Regions from separate parts of the Mus musculus genome. Here region 1 is linked to region 2. A link is a contact called in public HiChIP or PLAC-seq data. All regions are on one chromosome and are shown on one strand. Each heading gives the region's core, a stretch centred on a gene start, on an enhancer-like site or on the middle of the called end of the contact. The rest is flanking DNA. Distances are from core to core; before and after follow the strand shown.

Region 1 (5,504 bases), core at 2-2,501, 320 kb after region 2:
TCAAAGACCTTGACTTAAGGGAGAGAAAATAACAGGAAAAAAAGAATTTATAAACAATCCATTTTCTAATTTTGAGCTAGAAAATCAACAAATGTACTAGGCAAAAATCATTCAGATTCCATTTTCCATCCCAATCTCTTTGTGTGTTAAATTGACTATTCCTAATCTCTCCAGAGGAATGTAACTAAAACCCAGAGGGAGGAAAAACCCCTATGTCTGTAGAGATATGAAAACCAGACTTATAAATAAAAACCAAAGCATACACAGTCATTTAACCAGAAGCGCAGGGCCTAATCTAGATTCTATGAATCAAGGGAAAAGGTATCTCAAACCAGACAAGATCCCTGTGAACTCACACATCCCGGGCCTCGAGAGCCACGCTAAATAGACTAATTCGCCTAGTTCCTCATAAAAGGCAGCCTTTCCCCCAAGTATGACTCCATCAGCAATGGGAGGAAACTGCGAAGAAGCAGAAATGGTGAGGTGGTGAGCCAATTTGTCTGACAAACTAGTGCGAGCTCAGATAAGGACCGATTCAAGTTTGCATTTGAGACAGGCACAGAGAACTGGAAAGTTGTTGTAGCAAGGAGTGCTGGATTAAGGCAGTGTTTGGAGTTGTTAACTCAAAAAATTTGCCAATAGATAGCAAATAGGACAGAACGGACAAACAATATAGGGCTTTCTTCATAATTACTAGACTTTGAGGTGATAAATGTCTGAATCACATTGGAAGCTGAGGGGCTGAGAAGGAAGGCGTGAGGGTGAAAGGCATTTCCGGGCATTTGAATAGGAGCAGAGAGCTCTGGAGCCAGTGACATGCTTCAAGTATGTTCCCAAACAGGGAGTTATTCCGGCCTGAGTTGGCAACTCAACTCTCCAAAAGTATGCGCTGGAAACACAGCCCTGACTACAACAGTCACCCACAGCAACTAAAGCCACCCACTACCCGGCAGATGACCCCATAGAGCAAACCAACCCATCTGGTCCAAGCTCCCCACCTCCTCGGGGCTTGAGTCCGAAGACAAGGAGGATGGAAAAGTTTGGGGAGTAGCCACACTAGAAGGACATTCATTCCTGAAACCCTCCTCTCAGGTGTTCCTGAGAGGGAGGATGACATCTGGCCAGTCCTCCGCTGGCCACCACTCCTCCCCCCGGGGGGTGGCATTAGGAAACCCTGGACAACCCGCTAGTAAGTCCTCGCGTGCCTAGGCACCTCCCCAGACTTATAAAGGTCGCTGCGCTGCGCCGAGTAGCTCAGCTCACTTGCCTGGCTGCTCAGAGTCACAGCGACTTGGTGGGCTCTGGTACCTGGATCAGCTCGGTTCCAACTCAGCCACAGGCACCTTGCTCCCGCTGGCCGCCGCGCACTCCGCAAGCTGCACCGAGAAAGAAGGATGGAGACGCTCCCTGCCTCTTGGGTCTTGACGCTGCTTTGTCTAGGTAAGCCCTCGACGCCCCCAAGAGGAGAAGAGGGGGAGGAAGGCGCGGTGCATTTGTCATAGGACAAGTATGGAGTTGTTAAAGTGCGCTCAGTCTAAGAGGATGTCTTCTGTGAGTCTGTCTTTCTCACTGGCGGGGCTGGGGAAGTGCGGGATGGTGCGACTTGGTCGGTTGACGTTGCTTTTTGTCGATAAATTCATGACTAGTTTATGTTATGCATGAATTAATATCAATTTTACTGAAAAAAACTTTTTAAAAGTTTTAAAGGTTTTCTCCCCCCCTCCCCGCCCCCACTTTCTTTTGAAAATTGAGCAGTTCTAGAACCCCAAAGGTATGGACAGTATCTCTGATAGATAATGATTTACTTTCTTAGGGTGGTGCAGGAAGAGATTGCTTCAGCCTGCTAGAGACCTTTGTGCAAAGGACCAGTTTACAACCAGGGGGCTCTGGGATGTGCCTGCTCCAGCAGGGCTGCTGGGGCCAAGGCTACCTGGTCAGGTCCAGGAAGCAACTGCCAACAGACTTCTCACCTGCTGCTTTCCCCAGCAGCCCCTGCCTCCCAGGCTTAAAGATGGGTAGTTTAGAGAGGTTTTTGTTTGTTTTATGGGTAGTTTTCTTGTTTGAAATGAGTTAGCTCTGTGGGCAGGGGCACAAATGTGGGAATCCCATTATTTGCAAAGTTTCTCTCTCTCTCTCTCTCTCTCTCTCTCTCTCTCTCTCTCTCTCTCTCTCTCTCTCTCTCTCTCTCTCTCTCTCTGCTTTATTTTGTTTAACCAATTGTCCCTAATTTCTTAAGTGCCAGATGATTTAAGAGTTATATATAAACTTTCCCAATAGATGAACGTTTTAATAAGGAAATAAAAGTTATCAATCCCACATTCTTCTTGAACTTGCAATGAGACAAATTTCCCTGAGACGCTTCCTGTGCAGGATGCGACAGTTAAATTATTATTTTGACACGCCTTACAGGGGTTGGGAACCCTAATGAAGTACATACTATGCATACTTAGAGATTACACGTTTAAGGGCAAGAACCCAAGTGGAAACTGGATCTGTGGTTTCTGTCAAAAATGAGCTAAGAATGCCTTGCTAGAAGAGCAATTTTAAGCAACGTGGCTTCACTGTGTTTAGTTTAAGGTCTCTGAAAAGGATAAACTCCAATCGGTGACAGTCTTCCTCAAGTTAGGCATGAACCTAAAGGTCACAGTGGTGGAGTGACTTTGTTTTTCCACTTACAAGGTGTATCCAGACAATGCAACTGTCTATTCTGTGCATCTCAGTGGATATGCTAATGTGGGATAGCAAGAGTCTGTGAATAATGGGGTTGCTAGCCGCCTAGTGCGGGGTGTGCTGTGTGTGTTTTTGTTGTCATGAAAGTGCTTAACTCCTTTATTGCAGTCCTTAATTACAGTTCACCTGTTTCATCAGGCGCCAAGCCCGGTTCCAAATGAGCTAGGTCAGTTTCTGTTCTCCCAGTCTGTTGAGATACTTCTTGTCACTAGAAAAGTTCCTGTTTGGAGTTCTACATTGTACCTTTATAGCCTGGTATGTAGGCAGGTCTTATTGTTTCAGTACAAAGCATAGAGAAGGAGAAAGAAAGAAAGAAAGAAAGAAAGAAAGAAAGAAAGAAAGAAAGAAAGAAAGAAAGAAAGAAAGAAAGAAAGGAAGGAAGGAAGAAAGGAAGAAAGAAAAAAAAGAAAGAAAGAAAGCCACTTGATATTGGAATTTGTACTCCTCCTTAAAGAAAAGATTGCCTAGAAATCACACTTTGTCCCTCTAAGGAAAGTGATATTTTAGACTTACGCATACTTTTATTGCTTTTGTGGAATGCCTGTGCATTTATGATTATGAGAGATTTCCCATCCCTAACGTATGCAGTTTCAAGTAGCTACTACATACAGCCATTTCACTACTATTATATTTGCAAAAGTTTGAGATCCATGCTCTTGTTTTGTGTACAAGAAAACCAGCCCACGTTCCCAGACAAAACATGATAAGTTGGGAGAGGCCAGGTCTAAGTTGACTAGCATTTTTAGTTAAATGAGCATTAAAAGTAAAAGGGTGGACATAGCTCAGCTATGAATGGTTTTCTGAATAATCAGTAAGTGTACAGCTGTCTTGTCTCTTCTGATCTTGTGAGATCAGAGAGAGGGTGAGACTTTTTTTTTTAATTTTGAGCTCTGCAGTTGGCAGCTATGTGTAGTGAGGCCTGAGCTGAGGTCAGAAATTCTCATTCCTGTTCAAATGGGGTTTTGAGGATATTCATGAGTGGCATCTCCACAGCCAATTTGGTGTGGCTTCACTACATGGTGAAAGAATAAAGCAGAGTAAATAATCTTTCTCAAAACTAAGAGAAGCAGAATCTCAGTGAGACAGCGGGGTTGTCTTCTATTGACCCTGGGATGATCTACCAGACTGTTGGCATAACCTGAGATGACACACCTGGGAAGAAGGCATGCTGAAGGGACTCTCCTGTCTGGATTTTGACCCATACCCCAGGTGCCTTTTGCATTGTCTCGATACTTGAGCAGCTTAGATAATTGGGATGTCTGGTTCGGCACTGGAATCCAAATCCAGGAGGCAAGACAAGAAGCATCTATTACCAAACGCCTGCTGTGGGCTGGCCACGTTTTGTGTTAAGCATCTTAAACCCCATCACCCCATTTTATCCTTGAATAATCACTGAATAAAGCCAGATATAATGGTCAATGCAGACACTAAGACTCAGCAATATCAAATACCATATAAAGACTAGGAGACTGGGGCCAAAACACAAAGTTCAAGGCCACTCTTTAGCAGGTGTTAGTAGTCATTGGGTTCAAAGGCAAAAGGAAGTCAAAGGAACAGGTTCTAATAGAGAAACTCCAGAGTTAACTAGGACTGTCCTGGAAATGGAACCTACTTCAATGTGGGTTCACTTCTGGGGCCAAACCAGTCAGAGGAAAAAAACACTTATCTATCCTTTCAACCTGGGCTAAAATAGTTGACTTTTAATATAATATTTATAGTATGTATGCATGTATGTATGCATGCACACATGTATGTATGTGTGTACGATGTGTATGTACACACAAGCTTGTGTCAACAGCTTTCGTATCACATGTTTATAATTTATGATTTTGACCTAGAAGATTTAATTTTATTCATATAGATCTTAGACATGAGCTTCATTATGAAGTAGTCATTGAAGCTCGCAGAACCTCTTATTTCTCTTACTTTACAAAATATATACCAAGTAAGGTAGTCAGGAAGAAAGTATCTTACGTTTCTGTTCCTTGTGTCTTTATGTAATTGTTAATTTTCCTGCCCAGTTTTATGAATCTTCTATTCTCTGTAGAGAGGCAAAAGGTAGGCGTCCTTTCTTAAGAGACCACACATTGAGGTGTGGCTTCCTCATTTGTACTCTAAATATAGACTTATGTAAATTGTCTATTAATGTGGCTATAATTGCTGTTGAGAGCATTCCACTGGAAGACAATGGGAAGGTTCCCCAAAGCAGTGACAGGCAAGAATCTTAGAGAGGAGCCACCTGACAACCTTGGTATGCCAATGCAATCCTGGGACATTTTTTTTTAAGTGATGTAATGCAAAAGACTTTGTGTCCTTTGGTGATACTATTGGTGTAAGTTTGGGTCTAGCTAGAGAGCTGATAAAGGTTCAGTTGCATTCTAGGTTAATGATTTAATTAACTAGCATGGTATTTCTAATACTCAAGATCATCTGACATTTGTCCTGAAAAAAAGTTTACTGACTTGCCACAGGCCCTCTGGTCCCCTGTGCCTGTGTAGAAAAGAGTCTCTAGAGTAGATGGGCAGAGATTAGGATGGGACAAACAGCCAGACACACGAGTGGTGTTGGATCTGAATGTAATGTTACAGTTGAGCATCAGACTTTTATAATACAGAATAAATTGCAGAACAAGGCACATTGAATTTTTCCAGGTGCAAAAGGAGTGACTTCAAAAGGAACCAGATAAATGTATAACACTAGAAATTAGCACAGATGCAAGGGGAGTGACTACAAAGGGAATTTGTAGGGACCAGATAAATGTTTACATTAGAGAT
Region 2 (5,078 bases), core at 1,733-4,232:
CAAAGCAGTTGTAGTCAGAATAGCAGATGCTCAAAGACCACAGATGAAAGGGAGATAGATGTTCAGATGGCTTTGTCAACAAAGTGTTTTTGGTTGACTTTAAAGGGGGGAATGTTTGAGGTTACTCTGAAGTCTTCAGGACCTTGATATTATTGAGCCCTTCAACAACACACAATAGACAGACTGAGGAATCCAACGGTTTGAAATGTGCCATTCGGCAGTGCAAGGCAGTGGTTAGCCAGACTATGGAGAGCCCTGGGGAATGAGTGCCAACAACTATTTTTAAAAAATGTAGTTTGGAACCTGGAAACTATTAAAGCATTCTGGTAACAGATTGGCTAAGCCGCTCAACTCCCAATTCTGCATTTGATTTTTTTTTTACTGGCCTTGATTTCTGTAACTAATTAAGAGTGAAGAAAGTTTCTCTCATTTGTTTCAAAGAATCAGCGTGAGGAATGAATGTGGTTTGATGCTGCAATCCATTTCAAGTGTTTTCATTCATATTAAATAACTGTGGCATTAAATTAAAATATTATAATAGAAAACATTTAGGGCTATAAGGCTGACAGTAGGTTTATTAATTGCTTTATTATTGTTGGGAATAGTCAAAAAAAACTTTCTTCTACTACTTGGATGCAGTGGGGTTAAGACAACTGACTTCACTTTAAACTGGCAACATAAAAGTAATTATTTTAAATACTTTGTACCCACTGAGTGTTAATACCATCATTCTCAAACTCAAAAATTCTTTTACCACCTGCATCCTTACCGGTCCTTACATAAGTCAATGTCAAAGATGCCAACATAGGAGCCAGGCATTCCAGTGGACCAGAACAATTTCAATGCAAGGCCAGCTTAGGTTGCATACTGCTTCCTGATTAGGTGTGGCAACACAACAGTTTACTTATAGAGTGGGCTTTCTATTACCAGAGTGCCAGCCGCAGACGCCTTTTCTTTCGCTTTCTCTGTTCTGTACGTAATGCATGACAAATGGATACAGGGAACAACCCCCATGAGAGATGCATACCTGAAATAGTGTTAGGGGGAGCTGATGCTCTCATTTGGTAGCCTCTACCCAGTCTTGTTGCTTCTTGCCAAAACTAATTTGTATGCTGTTATATTTAAAATACCCCATTTGGAACTAACCTGGGATGCGTGCATGCATGCGTGCGTGCGTGCGTGCGTGCGTGCGTGCGTGCGTGTGTGTGTGTGTTCTACCTGCTGCTTGTTACAGATTACCACTCCCCAGAAGGATGAAGGATTGCATTTGTTGAGTCAAGTGTGATGCTGATGGTGGACTCACAACTTCCCATTAGCTTCTCACAATGCGATCACCAAACCTCCCAACTTCCTTCAACTAGACTAAGTTTCCTTCCAGAATGTAAGTTCGAAAGTCTACCACCATTTCCTGCTCAGCAATGGAGGTGTTCTTATTCCGAAAACAGACGAGTGGGGTGGATGGCGGTTCCCATGGTTACAGGGGACAAGAAAAAACAGTTTCTTTCCAGGACTATATGTGTAAGGCTGTCATGTTTACAGACTTCCTCTGCCGGCCTACTACATGGCCAGAGGTTTTGAGAACCATCCAGAGAGGAGATCTGTTAAATCTCTATAAAGAAAGCCAGGGCACCACTTAATGTTATAACCGACTGCCTTGGTATGAAGGCCTTTAGTTACAGGAAGTCATCTCATCTTTCATCACCAGGTGGCCCCTCCAGGGTCCCCACCCCCAACCCCCGCCAAGCCCCTGGGGAAAGCATCCCTCCTCTGAACTCCAAGAAGTTGCTTGGAGGGAGTCAGAACGGATGCTATCTTGCTGGCAAACTGAATCAAACCCTTGCACCAAACTCGCAGATAAGTCCCACGGATGAGTCCCTCAGCTGCACCAACCTCCTTTAGCTTCTACCCACTGTCAAATCCCTATCTGGCAGGGGAGCCACATTAGAAAGCACAGCAAGAAGCCCCTGGTGTTGCCTCCGGCTCCAAGCACAGGACAGACTGCTCCTAACTGAATGGCAAAGGGTGCAAAGATTTTATCTTCCTCCCAAAGCAATTTGCTGAGTCATCTGTGAAGTTGTTCATTAAGCCAAACAATTACAATAGCAGGGCTTCCAGTAAGCAGCTTTTATTTTGAAGGCCATTCATGCAGCTGGTTTAAGTGGAAGTCAAAACACTTTCATAGTTTCTTGGCTTTCAAAGCTGGCAGAATCCCAAAGAATCAATAAGTAATCCACACACAAGGAGAGGGCAAGGTTTCTTTCTTTCTTTCTTTCTTTCTTTCTTTCTTTCTTTCTTTCTTTCTTTCTTTCTTTCTTTCTATTTATTTATCTTTTCAAGTCCGGGATTACATTTCCTGAATAAAAACAGTCTTCGTTTTAAAAACACACATTTCAAATGTATTTTTGTTTATGAGCATGTGTATGTCTGCTTATCTGTCTGTGTACCAAGTAGATGCATCTGCCCCAAGGAAGCCAAAAGACGACGGACGTGGGGTTCCCTAGACCTGGGGCTAGAGAAGCTTGTGAGCAGCAATGTGGCAATGTGGTCCTGCATGGGTGGGTGGGTGGGGAGCCAAACCCTGGACCTCTGCCACAGCAACCAGTTCTCTTAAAGGTTGAGCCATCTCCCAGGTGTCAGCAATAGTGTTTGTAGTAATAACAGTTAAAGACCTGTGGAAGGTTTTCTAAAGTCAAAACTCCTTCCTTTGGCTCCAGTCTTCCTACAAGGAAAAGAAGGGCATCCTCAGAGCTCTGTCCTGCCTTAACTAGCCCTGACCTAGGAGAGGGAAAGGTCCTCTAAAGGAGTCTGACCCAGAGCAGCAGCCTTCTGTTCCCGGGGCAGGACTACAAGCATTCTCCTCCGATTTGGCAAAGAGCCACTCCTCCTAGCCATCCTCCCGCCCCAATCCCATTGCCCAGCCCCTCTGAGCCCCCCACCTCCTAACTCCAAGTCCAGGGAATTTCCCCAGCATCTTCAAGCTCCAGTTTCCTGCCTGAAGGAAGAGAGAGAACAGATAAAAGGGGTGCAGTGGGTTTGAGAACACCATAGTGCTCTGTAGAGCCCCAATCTCCACACCTCCTCCAGCATATCCCGAGCTGGTGCTCCCTGGTCCGGGATCTTGTCCACAATGAGCCTCCAGCTCCGCAGCTCCGCCCGCATCCCCAGCGGTTCCATCTCGCCATTCATGCGGATGGCGCCGCTGGCATTTCTGTTGCTGTTCACGCTGCCGCAGCATCTAGCTGAAGGTGAGGGCGCAGCACCTGCGTGGCGCAGGGTGCCTGACCCATCCGGGCGGGCCATCGCAGTCAGCGGGTCCCAGGAGCGGGGAAAGGGGCTCTTCCAGCATCCTCCTATAATCTTGTCTCTTCCACAGCTGCCCCTTCCTCAGTCATAGCCGCAACGGAGCTGCGTTGTGTTTGCTTAACCGTAACTCCAAAAATTAATCCCAAATTGATCGCTAATTTGGAGGTGATCCCTGCAGGTCCACAGTGCCCTACGGTGGAAGTCATGTGAGTTCTGACTGTGTTCTGGGTGCAGGTGATCTTGGGAGATGGAAGTCCAGGACACCCCCTGCCCTACCCACATCCCTTATCCCGGATTCTTCAGTCACCCGGGCTCACCTGTGCATCCTCTTTTTTTCCTCCTCCGCAGAGCTAAACTGAAAAACCAGAAGGAGGTCTGTCTGGATCCAGAAGCTCCTGTGATAAAGAAAATCATTCAGAAAATATTGGGCAGGTACTTGCTATCTTAGTCTCTGCAGCGGGCAAGGTCCTTATTCTCCCTGTATGAGTTGAGGCTCCCATCCCACATTCGAAACTGAGCTTAGAATAAAAGGATTCAGAAGGGAAAGTTGTTATTCTGGGATGTTGCAATAACCCAAAACTCATCTCTCTCTCTCTCTCTCTCTGTCTCTCTCTCTCTCTCTCTGTCTCTCTCTCTGTCTCTCTCTCTGTCTCTCTCTCTCTCTCTGTCTCTCTCTGTCTCTCTCTCTCTCTGTCTCTCTGTCTCTCTCTCTCTCTCTCTCTCTCTCTCTCTCTCTCTCTCTCTCTCTCTCTCTCTCTGTGTGTGTGTGTGTGTGTGTGTGTGTTAGGATAAACTGAAGAATTTTAGTTACTGATATAAGTCTTTTCTCAACAGTGACAAAAAGAAAGCTAAGCGGAATGCACTCGCAGTGGAAAGAACGGCCAGTGTTCAATAGAAAGATTTCTGAGGACTCTGACCCCAGTGAAGATAAGAAGAAAGGGCTGATTCTCTCCACCCACGGATTTTCTTTATGAACTCCCTGCTTTGATGAGAAAAGGGAAACCATTGTCCCTGAAGCTTCCTGCTCATCTCACAAGTGTATTTAGCAAAAATATTTCCTATTCTTTCCTATCTGTCACACTATCGGAAATTGTGATACTTTAGTGTGTAAGTCAAGAATCATTGGTTGTTAACCTTTCAAAATGTCTTGAACTGAAGGTGACTATTGCATTGTCTCCGGAATATGTATATGTATATGTATATGTATATGTATATGTATATGTATATGTATATGTATATGTATATGTATATGTATATGTATATGTATATGATGTATATGTATATGTATATGTGTGTGTATATATATATATATATCCTTTGTAATGTTCATGAGAAGGCAATGCTGTCATACTCTCTCTCATAAAATGGGGACCTCTTTTACTGTTGTTTCTTGGGTGTGTTAAGAGTGTTCTTACGTCTGAGCCTGGGCTGGCATATAACTTTTATGGTTTTAGAAAGCTGCTGTGTCATGCAGAAACCTATGTAGAACACAGTTCCTTATTTAGAATTTCTAAATGTGTAAGTTCTAGAAGGATCAATGTGTTCTCATCTTATAATTTTAGACATTTGATGTCTTCGTAGTATGGCATAATGTCATGACTTACTCAACAAACTGTATACTATTTATTAATTATTAACTAGTTTATTAGTATTACTATTTGGGCCACTAACTATATATTTTAGATAGTATATATTTTAGATAGGTGAAGAAGGTAAGAAGCAAGGAAATTCCTTACCTAGTTTTCATAAAAAACATTTAAAAGTTATTTCTAGGG

What was found. HiChIP or PLAC-seq counts read pairs in DNA pulled down with a chosen protein or histone mark.
Region 1: a contact with region 2 is called in a CTCF HiChIP or PLAC-seq map of the NIH/3T3 cell line, with 6 read pairs. The contact joins the promoter of Ereg here to the promoter of Cxcl5 in region 2. A contact is called at or near these places in 1 of 15 datasets of contacts at CTCF or cohesin (the NIH/3T3 cell line) and 1 of 115 datasets of contacts at active chromatin or transcription factors (pancreatic cancer cells).

The regions. Positions count from the first base shown.
Region 1 is chr5:91,073,366-91,078,869 of GRCm38.p6, forward strand. It overlaps Ereg (epiregulin), which reads left to right and starts at 1,252. Exons shown (of 5, transcript NM_007950.2): 1 at 1,252-1,440. The coding sequence starts at 1,395. Gm19610 (a long non-coding RNA gene) reads right to left here and starts at 1,570. Exons shown (of 3, transcript XR_001784889.2): 1 at 1,309-1,570; 2 at 1-13.
Region 2 is chr5:90,756,316-90,761,393 of GRCm38.p6, forward strand. It overlaps Cxcl5 (chemokine (C-X-C motif) ligand 5), which reads left to right and starts at 2,983. Exons shown (of 4, transcript NM_009141.3): 1 at 2,983-3,245; 2 at 3,374-3,509; 3 at 3,652-3,735; 4 at 4,138-5,078. The coding sequence starts at 3,128. The coding sequence ends at 4,198.